Regions from separate parts of the Sus scrofa genome. Here region 1 is linked to region 2. A link is a contact called in public HiChIP or PLAC-seq data. All regions are on one chromosome and are shown on one strand. Each heading gives the region's core, a stretch centred on a gene start, on an enhancer-like site or on the middle of the called end of the contact. The rest is flanking DNA. Distances are from core to core; before and after follow the strand shown.

Region 1 (4,973 bases), core at 1,683-4,182, 210 kb before region 2:
CCTTCTCCACCAATTGGCCTCCAGCCTGAGAAAGGGGCCAGCAATAAGGAATAACAGACGGTAAGGCAATCTTACAATGTCAGAAAATGTATTTGGCTTTTTTTTTTCTTTTTAAAATAAGTGCATACAAATACAGCTAGAAGCAGTTCTGATTTGCCAAGTGCCCTAAAAAAGCAGCGCAAGTCACAGCCTACATTGAAAGGTAACCAGGATAAAGCACAAAGATATGCTAATAACGTTAACAAAAGAAGAAAATGCCTTTATAAGTACATACCTTTTGTCGTCAAAAAAAAAATAGAAACACAATGTATTCAAAAAAAATCAAAATTATACAGCCATGTTTATGAAGTCTACATTTCCCTTGTCTTGGATATATATATATATATGTGTGTATATATATATATATATTTATATATATGGAGATATATACAATTCAAGCAGTTTTAGTTAAGGGTAATCATTGGGTTTTTCTCAAACCGGAAAGTCAAGAGTCTCTCTCTTTTTTCACTTTCACATCTCCAGCAAGGATGGTTGCAATTTCCCCTTGCATGAAGGCCCAGGGGACATTGGAGCCCACAAGAGGGCATTTTTCCCCACTGGGACAATAGACCTCTCCACTAGCTCCCTGCTGTTTGATGCTTTGTCTGGAGCAAGGGAAGCAGAACTTGTGCGAAGGAACGGACGGGCACTGCACAAAGTGGGTGTCCTCCAGCCGCTCGTGGCAGAGGGTGCAGCACAGCGGGGCACTGGCTGCCAGAGAGGAGTCCGGGAGGCTGGCGGGGTGCACTGGCTCCAGTCCTCCTGTGCTGCCTGCCCCCTGGCCCCCTACCTCTCTGGGGCCCAGCCTTCTTTGGTTCATAGAGGACGGAGACGGTGGACTGCTGCTGTTCCTCCTCGTGGTGGAGTGCACCTGATTGGCATCTTTAGAGGCATGACTGCCTCCAGCATTGTCTGCAACTAAGATCAGGGCTGCCATGGGGGACTGGCCGTTCTGGGCCGCTTCAGGCGGTGTGGTCCGGTTGGAATGAGGTGAGGCAGTGGGTGGTGGTGGAGACACAAAAGAGGATGTAGGCGTAATGGGGATCTTGAGCCCTTCAGTGGATGTGGACAGCCAGGGCTGTGCCTCTCCATTGATCTTAGGGGGCCCGACTTCACCTTCTGGTTCTGGTGAAGGCTTCCTTTTCCTTGCAGTTCTTGCAACTGGAAAAAGAGAAATAAAAGGGAAAAGAGAAAATAAATAAAGGTGCACCGGAAAGGCCTTTTACTAACATGAAACAAAATTCGCTAAAGCATTTTTATTCTCTGAAAGCTGGTAGATAAAAACTCACGTGAGCTTTCAAGAGCACGTGTAACTTAAAACACTTAACTTACAGGGCTGAGGCAGTATGCCACTCAAAAACACAAAAGCCACAGAAAACGATTCCTACACAACGGCCTATTCTGACACACGCAAGCATGTAGCCCGGCTAAACCGGGCATACGACTGCTAACGTCCCCCAGCAGGTTAAAAGGTGACTGGTGCTCTCCTGCTCTCCTCCAAGAATGTGCTGGGAAAGGAAAACCCGGTGTCAGTGCCTATCAGCCCGGTCTGACTCATCTCTGTTGTGCTACTTCAGCACAGGAACACGTTGCCACTAAGCACTGGTTCCGCCTCGGGCAAATCAGGAAGTTGGGTGTTTGTTGTTTCTGGGCCGGCCGGGGGAGAAATGGTGAATGGGAAGGGCACCCCCTCCTCTGCTCTCCGTCCCCTCTTCGCCCCGAGATCACCTCACTCCACAGCCGCCCCTACCTGCTTTAGACCCGTTGGCCCCGTTGGCCTCGAAACCCAACAACCTGCCTGCAGTCAGGGCCGGCTCCTTCTTAAACTTGCTCTCGAAGGGCCCCGAGTGGCCGTGCTGGTGCAGCGCCAGCAGCGTGTCTCGAACCGTCTTGGGCCTGTTGACCCAGTCCTGATCGCCGGGCCCGCGGCCCTTGCCCGCGCCCTCCGTGCCCAGCTCGGCCGCCCCGGCCGCGGTGGTCAAGCTGTCTGCCGGGCCGCGGTGCGAGGTCGGCGGCGGCTGCTTCTCCTTGGCTGCCGCCTCGCGCTGCTCGTGCTCCGCCGACGCGCTGCTCGTCACGGACGCCGGCCGCTTGTGGGCGCCCAGTTCGGCCGGCTGCGCCGAGCCCAGCCCGGCAGCCGCGGCCCCGGACACGGCGGCCAGTGAGGCGGCGGCGCGACCGCCCAGGCCAAGAGCGGCGGGCAGCGGCGTGGTCGAGCCGTTCATGAGCGGCACCAGGGTGGGAGGCACGGCGTGGCCGCGCCGCGGGTTAGGGCTCTGGCGGTTCAGCTCCGGCGGCTCCTCCAGCTTGGAGAAGCCGTTGGGCACCAGGATGCCGTTCACGGGCGGCGGCTGCGGCGTTGGCGGCTGGGCCAGACCGGCCGCCGGGCGGCTACCGCTGAAATCGGAGCCGAGGCGCGGGGGCCGCTCGGCTGCGGCGGCTGCCAGAGGGTAGCGCTCCAGGGCCTGCGGGGCGCGCGCGGTGGCCTCGGGGCCGCCGTGGCCGAGCTGCTGCTGCTGCTGCAGGAGAAGGTCCTTGGCGGAGAGCGGCGGCGGCTTAGCGGCGGCCGGAGCCGCGGCGCCGGGCGGGGAGCGGCCCTCCGGGAAGCAGCCGTGCGCCCGCTTGAGCTGCCGCGCCGTCTCGATGACGAACTCGACGCGGTCGGCGCCCTCGTAGTTGACGCAGCCGCGGCACACGGGCTCCGTGAAGTCCCAGATCATGGCCCAGGGCATGCGGGGCAGGTCACACAGGTAGCACGACTGCCGCCGGGACGCGGCCGCCACCGCCACCGCCGCGGCCATGTCCGAGGAGCCCGCGGCGCCGGAGGAGGAGGAGGGGGCGCCGCCGCTCCCCGCCGGCACCACGCGCGCCCTCCTCCCCCCCCAACCCCGCGTCTCCCCCACCAGCGGCGGCGGCGGCCGCAAAGGCGGCGGCGGCGGCAAAGCCCGCGAAGGATCGGCGCCCGCGCAGCGCCCCCGGTGCACGAGGGGCGGCGGGCGCGGGGCGAGGGGTTGCAGCCGCGGCAGCACGTCCCCCCGGCCGGCGCGGGCGCGGGTGGGCGGCGGGGCGGCGCGGCGCGGCGGGCGCGGCGGCGGCGGCGGCGGCGGGGGCTCGGCCGGGGCCGCGGCGGGCCTCCAGACCGGGGCGAAGACGGGCCGCGCGGGCGCGGGGGAGCGCAGCAGGTCGCGGCGGCGGCCGGCGCGGAGTGCGGGGCGGGGGGCGGGGAGGCCGGGGGGGCGGGGGGCGGGGGGCGGCCGCCGGGGCAGGCTCAGCCCGAGCGGCGGGGCATGCCGCGCCGGGGCGGCGGCGGCGGCGGCCGTGCGGCGTGGAGCTCGGGCGCGGCACGGGCCCGGGTCGCTCCGCTGCTCTCTCACAGCTCCTGGCGTCGCCGCTCTCCAGCGCCCGCCTCAGCGCCCAGCCCGCCTCAGCTCCGCCGCCGCCGTCGCTGCTGCTGCTGCCGCCGCGGCCGCTCCACTTCTACAGACTTGATTCTTCGACAGCCTCGCAAGGCGCCTGCGCGGGCCCCCTCCCCTCGCGCGCGCGCGCCCGCCCTCCCCCGCTCCCTCCCCCTCCCCCCGCCAGAGAACGAGCGCTGCCGGGAGAGCCGGCTCCGCGGCGCCCGCCCGCGGGTCAGCACCACCCGCCTGCGCCGCGGCTCGTGTCCCCGACGTGAAGCCGTCGCTGGTGTGGCTTGCTTTCCTCCACCCGCTCGGCTCCCTCGACTGCTCAGGCAGTTCCTTCTCGTCTAGGGCTGTTTGAGCCAAACCGTGCTAGAACTCATGTTTTGAAAAGCCAGGCCACTCTGTAACCTGGTTCTGTTAGTAGCATCTTGAGGATGGGGATTTTCAGTCAAGTGCTGTTCACAGTTTTGTAAGGAGCTTTATTTGAACTCCTCGGTGAGTGCTTTTACACCCGCATGTCTTGGGAAGGACACACGCGCCGCCGGTCCCCTAAACTTTTACAACAGGAGGGTGCGCGCCCAAGCCTAGGGCCGCGTCCACCCGCCCTTCTACGGAGCCCTTCCGGGAGCGAGCGGGTACGCTGCCCGAGGAGGTTCCGATCCCCCTCTTCCCCAGTCCGCAGCCCGCCGGGCCACGCGGGGATCCCGGTCGCCTGCTGCAGGCCCGCGCGGCGGGCGCGTGACGTGGGCGCGGGGCCGCGTGCGCCGCCACCGAGTGCGCACGCTCCGCGCGGACGTGACTCGGCGCCGCTGGCACTGGCGGCCCCATTGAACGAATGCACATTCCAGGGATCCGGGGTCAGCGGCCAACGCGGCCGCGTCACCGCGCAGGCTCCGCCCCCGCCGCGACTCTGCTCCAGACCCCGCCTCTCGGAGCCAAACTTGGACTCCAGGTGGCGCGCGGCGCGGGCACGAGCGGCAGCGGGGCTTGGCCCGCGCCCGCCGTGGGGGCGAGCGACCGGCTACCCCGCTGGCTGCTCTGGCGTCCCCGGCGCCGCGGTGGGGCAGTGGCAGCCTTGCGCCCCTGGCAAGGCCCGGGTTGGGCTTAACCCCGGTGGGTGCGAACCCGCCTGGCGCGAAGGCGAGATGTGGCCGCAGAGCCTGGCCGCGCTCTGCCACTGTAGGCCGCCACAGACTCTGCCCAGACTGAAATGAGCACTTGAGTTTCACACTTTTATCGGGAGGAGGAGCTGGCGTGTGTTATGGTAAATTACTTTTGGCTGGTCGTTAGTCTTAACTGACTAATAGACGCTGGCTTAGTCACTCGCAGTTGGGACTTTTACACTTCAAGTCTGTAAGGGCGGCCTTGGGAGCTTCCTTTGTTGGAAAACAGGCCCACATCTCTCCCTGATACTGGAATGAGCTGGTTAAGTGTGGGAAGAACAGGGTACTAATTATATTATCTTCCCTACAACTGGATTGGTAGGTGGAGAGAGAAGAAAAATCCTGCTGACGTTTCTTTTCTAGTTGTTGC
Region 2 (5,063 bases), core at 2,174-4,673:
CAGCAATGCCAGATCCAAGCCATGTCTGCAACCTACACCACAGCTTATGGCAACGCCATATCCTTAACCCACTGAGCAAAGCCAGGGATTGAACCCCTGTCCTTATAGTTACTAGTCGGGTTCGTACCACTGATCCATGAAGGGAACTCCGGTGTCTTTATTTTTTATGTATTTTTTTATTAAAGTATAGTTGGTTTACAATGTTGTGCCATTTTCGGCTGTACAGCAAAGTCATCCAGTAATACATATATATACACTCATTTTCTCATATTACCTTCCATCATGATCCAGCCCAAGAGATTGGACATGGTTTCCTGTGCTGTACAGTAGGTCCTCATTGCTTACCAATTCTAAATGTAATAGTTTGCATCTGCTAACCCCAAACTCTCAGTCCATCCCTCTCCCTCCCCCCCCCTTGGCAACCACAAGTCTATTCTCTATGTCCGTGAGTCTGTTTCTGTTTTCTATATGGGTTCGTTTGTGCCATATTTTATATCCCACATATAGGTGCTACTTAGCCATGAAAAAGAAGGAAATACTGGCATTTGCAGCAACATGGATGCAACTAGAGATTCTCAGACCAAAGGAAGTCAGTCAGAGAGAGATAGGTGGGAATATTTCTTGATTAAGTAGCATGAGTGAATTTATTAATGGTCTCATATTCTGGTTTCTAATAACACTGTTTTCTGTGTATTGCTTGATGTAGCAAATATCCTGACAACGGGATGTTTCCTCCTACTTGGAGGAGATATTCATGCTTGGTTCCAGGCTGTCTTCTGGGCTAAGGATACAACAGTGATCAGACCAGCCTGTGTAGATCTTATATTCTGGTGGAATAAGAAGCAGACCCGGAGTTCCCGTCGTGGCGCAGTGGTTAACGAATCCGACTAGGAACCATGAGGTTGTGGGTTCAGTCCCTGCCCTTGCTCAGTGGGTTAAGGATCCGGTGTTGCCGTGAGCTGTGGTGTAGGTTGCAGATGCGGCTCGGATCCCGAGTTGCTGTGGCTCTGGCCTAGGCCAGTGGCTACAGCTCTGATTCGACCCCTAGCCTGGAAACCTCCATATGCCGCGGGAGCGGCCCAAAGAAATAGCAAAAAGACAAAAAAAAAAAAAAAAAAAAAAAAAAAAAAAATATCAGACCCCATTGCGGGAGGGGTGGAGCAGGAGGTTGGGATGAGCAGATGCAAACTATTATATAGAGAACGGATAGACCACAAAATCCTACTGCAGAGCACAGGGAACTATATTCAATATCCTGGGATGAACCATTGTGGAAAAGAATATGCAAAAAAAGTAACCCCAAGAAAATGGCATCAAACCATGCCCACTGTAAATTACACATGTCACTTCACATCCAACTGCCCCAGAAATACAATTGGAAACTTGACCCAGTCCTCCTCCTGACTTCAGGTCTTTCTCTAACCCCACTGAGGACTCCCAATGCATGAAAGATCTCAAATATAGCAAGGGACACAAAAGATGGCGCTCTTTGGCAGGTGTCTGATTGGCTCCAGAGGAAAGATGCTAAACAGCCCGGCTCAGAGTTCACGTCAATGAGGGGGAGGAGGGCAGGGCAGGGACATCCGCAGGGCCTGGGTTTCTGGCAGGCAGCTGGGCTTTGGGAACAGTGGGGCTCTCTACTCAAAGCCCTGGGAAACGTGCAGCCTATGGAAGCAGCAGGCTTTCTGCAGAGCCAAGGTGCTGGCCCACCTGTGAGCTTCTGACCTCACTGTGCCGCCACCCATGGAGGGATGCTGTGTGGAGTCTCCAGGGAGCGGCAGCCTCCTAAGCACTATAAAAATGTCAGCAGACATGAACTGATTAATATCACGCACTGGGATGGACTTTTCCAAAAAAAAAGATTATAAAGCAGTTGAGCTATTGTAGAGCTGAGGGCATTAGGAAAAGTTGACTGTCTTACCCTGGGCCCAGTCAAGTGGTGAATCAGTCAGGGACAAGGCTGAGGTTTTTGTTTCTGTAAAGCCTGTTTCCTTCGATTAAAAAAGTTATGGATGCACCAGGCACAAAAGGACCCATGTGGCATGATTCCACTTGTAGGGGTAACTCGAGGAGTCCAGCTCAGAGAGACAGAAAGCAGCATGGTGGTTGCCAGGATGAGAAGGGAGAGCTGGTGTCTCATGGGGACAGAGTTTCAGTTTGGGAAGATGACAAAGTTCTAGAAATGGATGGTGATGGTAGTTGCACAATAACGTGAATGAAAACGTCCCTGAAAAATGGCTAAAACGGTTGTTATGTTATGTCTCCTTTATCACCATAATAATAATAATAATAATAAAAGCTATGGAACTATTCGTTGTGAATCTCTGCTTAGATTATTTGAAGAGTAATTTGGTCTCATTTAGCCTTTTCTGTGCATGCACAGGAATGCAGGATCCAAGCTGCATCTGTGACCTACACAAAACGCTGGATACTTAACCCACTGAGTGAGGCGAAGATCAAACCCACAACCTCATGGATACGAGTCAACCTGCTGAGGAACAAAGGGAACTCCCTGGCCTCTTTTCAAGGCATTAGACTTTGAGATTCCCAAGGGCAGGGACCATTTATAATTTGCCTTTTTAGACCAAAAGCACTAGTACAAAGCCTTACATAGCATAATGCTGGATAAATACTATTTGAATGGAAAAAAATGAATGAACGAATAGGCCCAGAATTCCCTCATTGGCAAAGGCCATGCCACTGAACCATCTTTTTTTCTAAAAAACACATTCACAGAATAGTAACAACAAAACCACTGAGCATCATTAAGTGTTTTGCCTTCAGAGCAAATAAGGTTTTCAAACCAAAAAGCAACAATAAAAAAATTAACTGTACTTCGATAAATGTTTCTAAAAATAGTAAAAGCAAAACACGCAACAACAACAACAAAAGTTAAGTGCATATATCTATTCATATTGAAAGTTTCCTGCCTAAATTCCCCAGACACCCCCCCTCACTTTAATAGGAAGTAAGAGTGATGAATGAATGAACAAATGAATGAATTTCCTTCCTGGTCCGCAGGGCTATATTTTTCCTGTCTGGCTATCAGAACAGTCCATGCAGTGAGCCTTGCAGGTCCCTGGAGAGGTTCAGGAACCAACTAGAGTCCTTCCAGCTCAGACATCCCTTTCCTGGGTAGCGCCCTTCTCCAGGCTGAGACAGGAAATGATCTCCAGCTGCCCTCCCTGCTGACTCAGCCGCAAAGCCTTTTACAGTAATCTGACTTCACTTCTCTGGAGCTTCTTTGGGCAAAGACTTTCTCATTTTCTGTAAAGCAGATCATTAAGGGGCAGAAAATTCAATGACAAAAGGAAGGAAGCACAGAGAGAAATCCTTGCATTTTTTGAAGCTAGAGCACAAGCGTGGCCCAGGGATGTGAAATGCCTTTCTCCCTCTGTTTTCCCTTCAGTGCTGAGCAACCCTCCCAGCGTCCTCAAATTCCCAAGATCTGTTTAAACATCTCACATGTTCCTTCTAAATAAATCCAGCCATTTGTGCACGCCAGTCATTTTTAGCAAAGAGTACATTAGCTGTTTTCTTTTGCAGAACAAAATCAAAGTCTCATCTAACTAACAGCCATATATAAAAAGGAGGAGTACTTTCTGATCAGCACAACAGAACTGCCATGAATTTAGTCAGGGCTCCTGGCCTCCTCCAAAAGATGTTTCTAACATCGAAAGAGATCTCAAAATATGTAATCCATAGTGAGAAGGCTTTTTCTGAGCTCAGAAATGCAGAATGACAGGAACTATCATTTGTAGCAATATCATAAAGGAGAATCTGAAAAACCTCCGGCCACAAAATACCTAGATATGCCTACAAAAATAACAAACACAGTTTTAATAGCACAGCTGAGATCAGCAAAGGAAATCCCTGAGACCAGAGCAGGCTGAACAGCAGGGCAGGTGCTGACACTTTGGCTGTCTGGGCACTTGGAGCTCTGGCAGGGAAAAAAAGTCACCTTGAGTTTCATAACCACAGGCCACACTTCACACAGGTTTGAATTTAAATGTATTCACCTGCATGGTCTAGAAATCAATTAAGTAACATAAAAAGAGTTCTAATCTCATAATATCATAGGGGAAGTTGCTAAAGAAATTGAAAAACTTCTCTATAGAAACAGATCCTCAACCTCGGCCACACAAGATCCTGAGAGTGAGCATTTTTTAAAATTAGGAGCTCACAGTCAAAAACTATAAAATGCTTTAAAATGCTTTAGGAGACAAGAGCAAGAGTCCACACAGAACCAAAGTAACACACACAATAGGCGACATGGATATTGAACCACAGGCTCCCCAAGAACATCAGATAATGAAACTATCAAGAAAAAAAAATATGGTCAAGATAATTAAAATGCAAAAGGAGAAGTCAAAATTATGAATAATACTATCAGACTCTTTTTCAAAGACCAAATATATTTGAAAAAAAGACTAAATATAAGTCTAGAAATGAAATGTGTATCATTAAAAGAAAAAGCTCAGCCAGTGGGTTTAAAGATCAGATGAGACAGCTGAAGAGAGAATTGGAGATCCAGAAAATTATTTGGAAGGAGATTACCTAGAGTGCAGCACCCAAAGATAAAGTGGTTTTAAAAATGAAAAGAAGACATGAAAAGTTCTAGCATCTACCACACTGGACCTCCAGAGAGAAAAAAAACAGGGCAAGAGGTAATATTTTAAAAGGTAGTGGCTGGGAATTTTCTAAAATGGGATGAAAATCAGATCCAGGAAGCAAAATTAGGTCAAAACAAGATACATAAAAATAGATACATTGTAAGAAAAAACTGCCAAAGGCAAAATAAATCAGTGGGGAAAATAGTTTGACAACAGAAACAAGAGTTAACCTGACAGGAGACTTTCGGGGGGGGCTGTACCCACGGCATGGGGAAGTTCCAGGGCCAGGGATGGAACCCACACCACAGCAATGACAAAGATCCTTAACCCACTGAGCCACCAGGAAGCTCTGACAGCAGACTTTTTGATAGCAACAACAGAAACCAGAGGTCAGTGGAAGATTTCAAAGCACTGAGAGAGATAGAATAATCTTGGTTTGCAAGTTAAAAA

The links. HiChIP or PLAC-seq counts read pairs in DNA pulled down with a chosen protein or histone mark.
Region 1: a contact with region 2 is called in an H3K27ac HiChIP or PLAC-seq map of skeletal muscle. The contact joins the promoter of IRF2BP2 here to the enhancer-like site in region 2. A contact is called at or near these places in 6 of 47 Hi-C or Micro-C datasets (alveolar macrophages, embryonic fibroblasts, heart right ventricle and 3 more) and 2 of 2 datasets of contacts at active chromatin or transcription factors (alveolar macrophages and skeletal muscle).

What each region holds. Positions count from the first base shown.
Region 1 is chr14:56,543,751-56,548,723 of Sscrofa11.1, reverse strand. IRF2BP2 (interferon regulatory factor 2-binding protein 2) reads right to left here and starts at 2,932. Exons shown (of 2, transcript XM_021074288.1): 1 at 1,838-2,932; 2 at 1-1,200. The coding sequence starts at 2,840. The coding sequence ends at 485. LOC110256820 reads left to right here and starts at 2,839. Exons shown (of 2, transcript XM_021073692.1): 1 at 2,839-3,244; 2 at 3,306-3,712. The coding sequence starts at 2,839. The coding sequence ends at 3,712.
Region 2 is chr14:56,339,136-56,344,198 of Sscrofa11.1, reverse strand. No RefSeq gene overlaps it. Among named protein-coding and RNA genes, the nearest start is that of IRF2BP2, 200 kb to the left of the region's middle. Within about 2 kb of position 3,423, at least 28 of the 83 cell types and tissues checked have an H3K27ac peak or open chromatin away from gene starts, as enhancers often do. A contact at or near this core is called in alveolar macrophages, liver, retroperitoneal adipose tissue and 1 more, where this site is marked.